Regions from separate parts of the Mus musculus genome. Here region 1 is linked to region 2. The links are chromatin contacts, called in public HiChIP or PLAC-seq maps. All regions are on one chromosome and are shown on one strand. The core of a region is the stretch at or near the end of the contact, and the rest is flanking DNA. Distances in the headings are between cores, read along the strand shown.

The links. HiChIP or PLAC-seq counts read pairs in DNA pulled down with a chosen protein or histone mark.
Region 1: an H3K27ac HiChIP or PLAC-seq map of extraembryonic endoderm stem cells shows a contact between it and region 2, with 4 times the contacts expected there. The contact joins two enhancer-like sites. A contact is called at or near these places in 8 of 39 promoter capture datasets (the 3T3-L1 cell line, embryonic stem cells, frontonasal cranial neural crest and 3 more), 4 of 115 datasets of contacts at active chromatin or transcription factors (embryonic stem cells, extraembryonic endoderm stem cells, large pre-B cells and 1 more) and 1 of 9 other capture datasets (embryonic stem cells).

The regions. Positions count from the first base shown.
Region 1 is chr7:84,346,368-84,350,756 of GRCm38.p6, reverse strand. Arnt2 (aryl hydrocarbon receptor nuclear translocator 2) reads left to right here. Exons shown (of 19, transcript NM_007488.3): 4 at 3,202-3,415. It overlaps Gm30873 (a long non-coding RNA gene), which reads right to left. Exons shown (of 3, transcript XR_869767.3): 3 at 2,886-4,389. Among named protein-coding and RNA genes, the nearest start is that of Gm30873, 12 kb to the right of the region's middle. Within about 2 kb of position 1,731, at least 23 of the 459 cell types and tissues checked have an H3K27ac peak or open chromatin away from gene starts, as enhancers often do. A contact at or near this core is called in extraembryonic endoderm stem cells, where this site is marked.
Region 2 is chr7:83,638,623-83,643,220 of GRCm38.p6, reverse strand. Stard5 (StAR-related lipid transfer (START) domain containing 5) reads right to left here. Exons shown (of 6, transcript NM_023377.4): 6 at 893-2,799. The coding sequence ends at 2,652. Il16 (interleukin 16) reads left to right here. Exons shown (of 19, transcript NM_001360087.1): 19 at 1-402. Among named protein-coding and RNA genes, the nearest start is that of Stard5, 8.9 kb to the right of the region's middle. Within about 2 kb of position 1,815, at least 16 of the 459 cell types and tissues checked have an H3K27ac peak or open chromatin away from gene starts, as enhancers often do. A contact at or near this core is called in extraembryonic endoderm stem cells, where this site is marked.

The DNA.
Region 1 (4,389 bases), core at 482-2,981, 710 kb before region 2:
GTGTACCATTTGCTTCTCAGATCTTGTTGCCAGGCAACTGGCAGTTCTCAGCTCTTTAATACACTGCTAGTACCTCAGGCTTATTTCATAGAAAATCTAAGATTATTGTATTGCTTCCTGCACTGGTCAGTGAGTGTGATTTCCAGCTTTTGGATATTGCTGTAATCATTTCTTCCTTTACCTTAGTCTACACATTTAATTTATCTATGGATTCATCAGAGAACTTCACAAAGACCCCTCCCAATGTTTATAGGAAATTTAGTCCATAGCAATATGGCATTGTTGATTACCACAGACACTATTTGAAAGCTTTAGTCTTATCTCTGTAGGTTTGGGGTCACTACTGAAGGACTTTAATGGGTTACACTTGCATTTAGAAACCTGCCAGTCTGTCTACAATATAAGGTCTGTGATGGAGGAAAGAAAGATGAGAGGAGGCTTAGCCACATGGTGCAGTGGTAATAGCTGCTGTGGGCAGGGCATGGGCATGGAGAAGGGAGAAGAGTCAAGAGTTTTTTTGCAAGAGTTTGGCAGACAGAACTTTGTGGTGAAGAAGCTATTCAGCATGTGCTGGACGAGAGATAAGTCAGAGTAGACAATGTGTTCTTATGATTCAGAGGGGTGTTGAATGACGGACTGGAGAGAGGGGAGAAGGGGACCCAGAGAGAAGTGTGTGGGGCTGTGAGACATCCCAAGGTCAGAGTGAGACTCCAGATGGGGTGGGCAGGTTCTCCTTTCAGATGCCTGTTTCACATGACCCTACAGGAACATGCAGGGAGGTGTGAAGGGAGCTCTGGGTCCTGCCTGAATCATCATCTGCTCAGAAGTGCCTGAACTTCTTGTCTGGTCTCTCCTTACATCATCAGCCCATGCACTTTCAGAGTATCACCTTCTCTGAGTGGTCCCACGAAGTGTGAGCTGGCAAGGTGGCGTTACACACCTCTGGGAGCTCTCCCTGCTTTAGGCCTCCTGGACAAATGTCCAGCTGAAGAATGTGTTCTGCACCGTATGACCAGCTTTGTGGTTGTGGAAGGCGAGGAAAGGGCCTCAGGTACCTCCATGGCAAGACTCCTGCCTGTGCTGAAGAGCTAGCAGTCCTCTGTTCAAATTCCCGCTTGCAACACTTTCCCTGGCTTGTAGATGCCCCACCCCAACCTCTTCTTATCTGGTTGACCCTTTCCCCCCTACTCAGGAAGCTCTGTCCACTTCCGCCTTGGAGAGATAGAGTTTCCTGACCCTAGGGAGTCTTTCCTACGTATAAGAACATTGCTGCTTCACCGACATCTGTCCAGTTAATCCCCTATGGGTGGGGTTGGCCTCAGGAGTCTGCTTGCTGGTCTTCCTCCTCTCTCCTACATGGCTCATCTACCTCTGTCAGCCACATCAGGGCCCATTGGCCCATTCGATTTCTCACTGTGGTCTGGCCTGCACCCCAGCTTCCCAAGTTCCTCAGTTTCCTCTTCCACCAGGTCTGCCCTTCCTACAGAGATGTCTCTTCCTTGATCAACGCTTTAGATCTTCCTTTAACCCTCGAGATAAACCCTCTCCCCAGAGCACACCTCCTTTTTTTCTGCTGCCACATAGGTCTAACCCTTCCCACTGTTGCTAACCCCTTCTAGCCCCTCCTCTTCTATGTCTTTTTCTCACCTGCCTTTTACCTTCCAAGGCCTTGCTGAGCATGTGATCACATCCCACCTCTGGGCTCTGCTATGCACAGTGGGTGTTTACATCCCTTGAAGACCATGTTGGGCTTCCTTGTTTTCTTTGGCATTCCATACCCATTGTGGGGCTAGCTCAGGACTCCTTGAATGGAAATTCTGTTCCAGAAGGTTCACACCAGTCCACCACAGGGACTGCTGTTTCTACAGAGGGTCTCTCAGCGCACACACACAGCATGCTCATTGTCACACCTATGGGCCTGATTGTCGTGTTGTCCCACTTCCCGAAGTGTAAGGCTGATGAATACATGCAGTGTGTGGAGCAGCCTTGCCTGGGGATCTTCTTTTCTTATTGTTGGTGTCACTTTCCTTCCCAGAGAAGCCAGAAAGCCCTCCATTCTGCAGCAACAGCAGCAGCAGCGTGGGGTGTGTTTTTAGACTCTGTTTCATCTCAGGGAACAGCAAGTGTGTTGGATGAGGTTGGCTGTTACTCTCTTTTGAGCTGAACGGTAATAAATAATTCGAGGCAGAAATATTCTCCCAGCCCTTCTGTTGGTTTTCCATTTTAAGAATCCTAGAAATGGAATTGGGTAATTCCTTGGAGTATTTTTTGTAATTGGTTATTTGCTAATAGGCCAGGATCACACCTGTTCTGTTACTATGCTGCAGGAAATACACTGGGTGTAGAAGAAAGGCATGTTCACTTTATATAAAGTGAATCTGCGTCATCCGTGGTCTCCTTAGTAACACAAAGAATAGTGAGGCTTGCGATGGGTTAGATACTGCAAGCCCATTGTCAGCTGAGGGTATTGCTAAAGACAAAGCATTTGATACAGCCCCAGCCAAGCATCTCAGCCTAGCTTGGATGGCCTTTAGCCAGATTAGAACACTCATATCAGTTTGTCTCTAGCTAAGCATTCAACACATCCCTACTTTATAGTGGAGTGCTAAGGATTCATAAGATATATTGAGTGCTGTATTGAAGGTAAAAGTCACATGGCTGTGTGGGTATTCCTCATCTTTGGGTGCTTTATGTATTTTGAGGTACAGTGTTCACTTGAATGGATTATCACCATCCAAGAATTGAAGGAGTATAAGTTGGAGGCTATCTTATAGTGAGTGTTTCGTGTCATGAGGGAAATAAACCACATGGATAAGAAGTCTGGAGCTACATTTGTAAATGTGTATCCACACATTCATGTTTAAGATCATGCTTGTACACAGAAAGCCTGCTAAAAAGTTTTAATCTTCCATGCTCCCTGGTCAAAAGTCCATAGGTATGTGTGTAATTCCGGAAGAGCCTATACATATTTAGAGAAGGAGGCACAGAGAGAGGTCCATGCTTCCCACACAAAGACCCGAGTTACAGATGTGTCAGGGATTCAGTCCACAACTACTCAAAACACTGAGCCATTATGAGTTAGGTCCAGGACTTTGGCTATCTGATGTTAACAGTGTATTCTTTTATCCCAATGTCTGCTGACCGACCCCTGGTCTGATCCTTCTCTTTTTCCCTCCCCCTGACCTCTTGCTTTCTGGGAAGAGAGAACCACAGTGAGATTGAGCGGCGCAGGCGGAACAAGATGACTCAATATATTACGGAACTCTCCGACATGGTTCCCACCTGCAGTGCACTGGCTAGGAAGCCAGACAAGCTGACCATCCTGCGCATGGCGGTCTCGCACATGAAGTCCATGAGGGGCACCGGCAACAAATCGACTGACGGCGCCTACAAGCCTTCCTTCCTCACTGAGCAGGTACCCCAGCGTTGGTGTTGTGGTGTTGTGGCCAGTGGAAATTGGAGGGATCCTTAAGGTCACAAGCCTGAGATAAATTATATAGGAACATGCAGTTGGGGAAGAGGTGAAGGCAAGAAATTTGGCTTCCATTCTTCAAAAGGAGGTACTCTTCAAGAGTGGCAGATCTGTCTATTGTTCCCTCTTCTAGCTTCCATAAACCTCAGTGAGGAGTAGTTTAAAACACAATGTGAAGAGCATGCTGATGCAGGAAGATGGCAGTGACACCATAATCCTTATGTAAGGGTAGTGAGATAGCCATGCCTTTGGAGTCACAAGAGCAGTGACAGTGTTGTCTGCAGGGTCATCACAACCAGCACTGGCAGGCACTCATGGTCCTGGTCCAAGTCACATCTTTCTGTGCTGTTCATTTACTTTCGCTGACAAGCCACTGCTGTTCATCACTGTTGGACAGGTGAAGAAATCAAAGCTTAGAGAATTTCCCAGGGTCAGTTGCTTAGAGAAGGAACTGGAGACTGGTCTACTAAAGCCACGGTTTCACACCCATGCTAACTGTGGAGAAGAAAAGCATGAGATAGCAACACAACATCAGTAAGTGGGTTTACGTGAGCCTGAGGCTTGTCTTCTGAATCCTTGTCTTTCACTTGGTGATCTCAGTGAACATCGGCTGGTACTTAAAGCTTTAGATGACTTGTCTAGTTAAACATAGGGCTTTGACTTTCTGGTTTCTATAGCTTTCCTAAGATTAATGGGCTGATGGATCTGGTGGGAAGAGGTGAAATTACATGGTTGTCAGAGGTGTTAATTTGAAAGTACCGAGTATCTCATGTGTGGAATCTTGAGTAATGGAGTGTTTAACAAGGCAGAATGTGAGGCCAGAATGAAATTGAGAGGAAGGGACTGGGTTGTACCAGGGGCTGTGCTCAGGACAGGGGCTGTAAGGGAATCACAGACTGAACACAGAAGAGCTCAGC
Region 2 (4,598 bases), core at 566-3,065:
GGGGATAAGTTGTTAGAAACAGCTCTGTGAGATGCAGCCTGCCATGAAGAACACATTCAAACACATAGAAGACTTTTTGGTTGGGTCGAGAGCCTAGAAGGAGTGGAACCAGAAGACAGAGGGTATGAGCATAAAATAAAATTATTGTTAATGTCTTATCTGTCACGTGTCAGGAACCCTGCTTGGTATTAGATGATAGTTATTGGTGATCACAGCCACTTCACCAATGGCGGTCCTGCACCAATGTATTGGAGGGTACTGAGCCTCAGAACAATAAACAGCTTGTCAGGCTAAGATGTGGAAGGGCAGAGGTTTAGTCATTCCTTCAGTGACATGAGCAGGCCCAGGAGATTGAAAACATGGCACATCAGGGAATAAAAACAAACAAACAAACAACTGCTTAGCATGTCTGCAGCATGTGCATGGCCAGTATATTTGCTTTGGTTATTTCTGAACAGCGGATAGCCAAGCTCAGGGCAACTCACTGTCACTCTCAATTATCCGCAGCAGATATAGCTTTCACCAGGTCTGGGCCAGGGGTTCAGATCCTCAATCATTCCATGAAATAGAGATGACATGGGAAGGCCTGGCAAGGGTCACAGATAAAACACCAGAGCCCATTTATTTTAGGGCCTTGACAATGGAAGCTTGCTACTATATATAACTTGCTGGTTTCTCCATAATTGGAAGCCAGAAATATTTGCTGGAAGTGGACTCAGAGACCCCAGCTGGATCCTCTCTTCAGGAAAAGCCCTTCAGTGACTCTTCGTGGCTAGCTCGGCCTCACTTACTCTGAAAAATGACAGCATGTTACTGGAGCTGACATGCTTGCTTCTCCAGTCCACTCTGAGTTCTGTCCTATAGCAGACAAGTAAATGAGGAACTCAAGATACCATTTATATCAATCTATCAGGTTTAATAGAAGGTACATTTGATCTAACAGGAGAAGGTATGGGGCCGGGGGGAACAGCTGTCAGTAAGTAAAATGCTTGCCATGCAAGCATGGTCACCTGAACTTCATCTCCAGAGACAAGAAGAAAACATAAATAAAACCAACCAAGCAACCAACCAACCAAAAAGAAAAGAAAAGAAAAGAAGAGAAAAGAAAAGGAGGAAAAAAAGAAAAGAACCAGATGCGGTGGCATTCAAAGTGTAATTCCAGACCTGGGGAAGCAGAAAGATACTGGTCCCTGGAATTGTTGGTCATCCAATCTAGCCTATTTGGTGAGTCAAAGGCCAATGAGAAAGCTGGTCTCAAAAATCCCAAGGTGGATCACATCCTAAATAATGGTATAGCAAGTGAGTAAGCTTAATATGGAGACAAAACCAGAGAGAGAGAGAGAGAGAGAGAGAGAGAGAGAGAGAGAGAACCACAGAAAGAGATCAGCATCCAAACCCCAGGCAACAGGGCAGCAGCAAGAAAACCTGACAGATCTATAGAGATTGCGGGAAATTCTGAACAAGCCCCGTCAAAATGAAGCTGTGTCCTAATGAGCCCTTTGACTAAATCCAAGCTGCTCCAACAACAGTGAGAAGAACAAAGGTAGAGAGAGTAGGGGAATTATTAAAATTATTAAAAGCTACTAGAGGGGAGCAGCTGGACTGTGAGGGTACTGTGTCTCTGAAGACAGTGTCAGTCAGCAGAGATCTTTCCTTTCTCCATCTGATGGAAAGCAAGGATCTAAATTTATTTGGAAAGCTAAAGAGAAACCCTTTGTCCCTAAAGGAATGGCAGACCTTGTGGTCAGTGTCAGATACAATAGGCGTGCATACTTGCACAGCATAGCAGACATTCTTCCCTCCTTCCTAATGGCAGCAAAGCCTGAGGGGCCAGGAGTCCCCAGCATTCTTGCCTCACCATGATGACTGAGGGCACAGTGAGGTACATGCCATGGGGCTCACCTCCCCAGAGTCTAGCATGCACACAGGAACTGCTGGCCCTGCCTAGAGTCACTCATAGGGGCCACAAGAATTCACACTCCTTCCCAAAGATACAAACTGGCCTGAGGCAGTTACAAGCCGGTTTCATGGGGATGTGAACCTTAACCCACAAAGGGAGAAACAGATAGAAAGAGATGATTCTGATGGAAGAGATCACAAACGGTAGATTGAAAGTATTTTTCCTTAAGGCTTATCCTGTGGTTTAAAACATCATTTTCCAAGTTGACACTTTTGTAAAGAGTGAAAGTCTTGTGCTAAAAATTTGTATACAAAAGCATATCCAGAAAGGGAACACAGGAGTCTGGGAACTCCAGATGCCAGAGGAAGCAGGACTTAGCGACCACAATGGATGATGATTCTTTAAGACCCACACAGGGACAAGGTGTCTTACAGCAACCAGCACACAGGGCTCTGGACCACAAGGAATCAAAGAGTACGTGAGCCATCTCTCAGGTGGCCATAGAGGGACTTGCCCTGGCCTGCCAGGCCTATGTGTGCACCACGGCAAGCTAGTGGTTAGCTCCTTCCACACCAAGCCCAAGAGGACGGAGGGTGGTGTGGGGGGATGGGCTGCTCCTCTGGAATGGAACCCTGAGATTTGCTGTTAACTATGGCATCTCAAAAGGCCTCAGCAGCTCTTCCGTGTCCTTTGAGGCTCAACAGCTGGAGTTCCTGAAGGACCATAGGCAATCCCTGCCAATAGGCGACTGTCAGTGATGGAACTTCCTCACTGCCTTCTGAAGGTTGGGGTAGAACTCAGCCATGCTTCGAGGGAAGAAGGAGTCCACCACACTCTGAGGGAGGTAGCCACTCAGGTCTGTCTGAAAGAATGTGACCAGGTTGGTTTTGTTGGGATCCCTGAAGAAATAGCAGATGCGGGTTAGATATGTACCATGGAAGCATCTAGCTCAGAGCCATGACCAGCAGAAGTGGTCCAGACATGGTGGTCACTTCTACTCCTGCTCTAGATTCAGTGCCCAGGACTCCTCTCAGCCTCCTTGTTGTGGATGATAGCATAGCCTCTAGGGGACACACGGCACAGTTGCTACAAACACATTGGGGAGCTGGTAGGACAGCTAGGTGCAGATTCTCCTTATGGCTACTGACAGCCCATCCCCCCAACCCCTCCTGGGCTTTGTGTATAAGGAGCTGTTTATCAGTTTACCCCTGTGCAGAGAAAGACAGCCAGAAGGAGGAGGGGAGGGGAGGGGGAGGGAGAGAGGGAAATACAGAGGGAGAGGGAACAAATCCTCCGTCAGATTCCATGTTCTCTCTCCCTCCCCACCTCCCACTGATTCTGGGGTACTTTCTCTGCCCATACGCCACCCCCACCCTCACCCCAAGCTCAAGCTATCCCTCATAGTCACTCAGCTGTGTTCTCTTTGGAAACTTGAACAGATAAGTAAGAAATCTGAGTTAGTGACTATGTTTCTCTCTGGGGAGCCCTGGGCTTGATGGGAGAACATCACAGAAGAGACAAACCACGTGGGGAAAGACACACAGAGTAAGTAAAAGTGGATAAAAGGGGCCTCAGAGGCACCACGGCTGTCTTTACAGGAAAGCCAGGAGTTTGCCTGACATACTCATCAGAATACATGCGGAACTTACATACATACAGTAGGCAGAACACAGAGAATGCTCCCTGCATACAGTAGGCACATCACAAATGCAGCTCTGGTGCTGCCTCCTCCACAGACTCTCCTGCCCTCTGAGATGCTTTTCCTCTGTCACAGATAGTCTGAGCCCAGACACCTCAGATCTGATCTGAACACAGTCTTGCTCCCCAGTGTGGCCTCTTGCCCTGACTCACAGCTCCTTCTACTCTGGGCACAAAGCAGTTTACACTGAAGTCATGGCATGGCTGCTCAGACCTCTCTAAAGCTCCCAAAATGTCTAGAGGGGCCTGGCCCTGCTTCCTCAATGATTTCTTCTAGCCTCTCTTCTGGCTCCACTGAGCCAACACAGTGGCTTCCTCCCATGCCAGTCCTCTTGTGGCCACACCCTCTCACCAAGAGGAACCTTGCACCTGCACAGGCCACTGTGCCAATCGAGGCTCCAACCAGGGGGATTTTGGTGATCTGTGCGGTGACTCACTCCGACCAGACCCCAGGTCCTTTCATCATCCTTTAGTTTTCTATACAGCACTTAGCTTGTAGTAAGCAATGTCTAGTGTATGTATAACATAATTTCTTTAATTTGTGCCTTGTTTATCTTCTCCCACCCCATCAGAATTAAGCACTCAGAGAACACATGTCTTTTATCTGTTTTTTAAAAAAGAGAAAAACAAAGATAGTCAACATAAAAACCACCTGGCCGGGTTTAAGTGTGGCTTTTTACTTGTTGGGTCTATTCATGGTCTTGGGGTAGCTACTTAACCTCTCTGGCCCACCCATCCCTCTTATAGAGCTTGTACCATCACCACTGTTACATAGCCTGAAGCTTGCAGACTGTGTGTTCCCCAAGCCAGCCCTAAGCCTCAGCTTCAAGGAGAAACGGCTCTTACTTGTCTAGACCCTCCTTGAAATATGCCCGGCAGCCTGGAAGGGCAAGGCAGGTCTCAGCATCTGACTGTTGGGAACATGGCAATGAAAAGTGGTCAAGGGTAGTTTTATAGGCCCACATCAGAGGGTCTGGTCTCCTCTGCACTGGGAATAAAG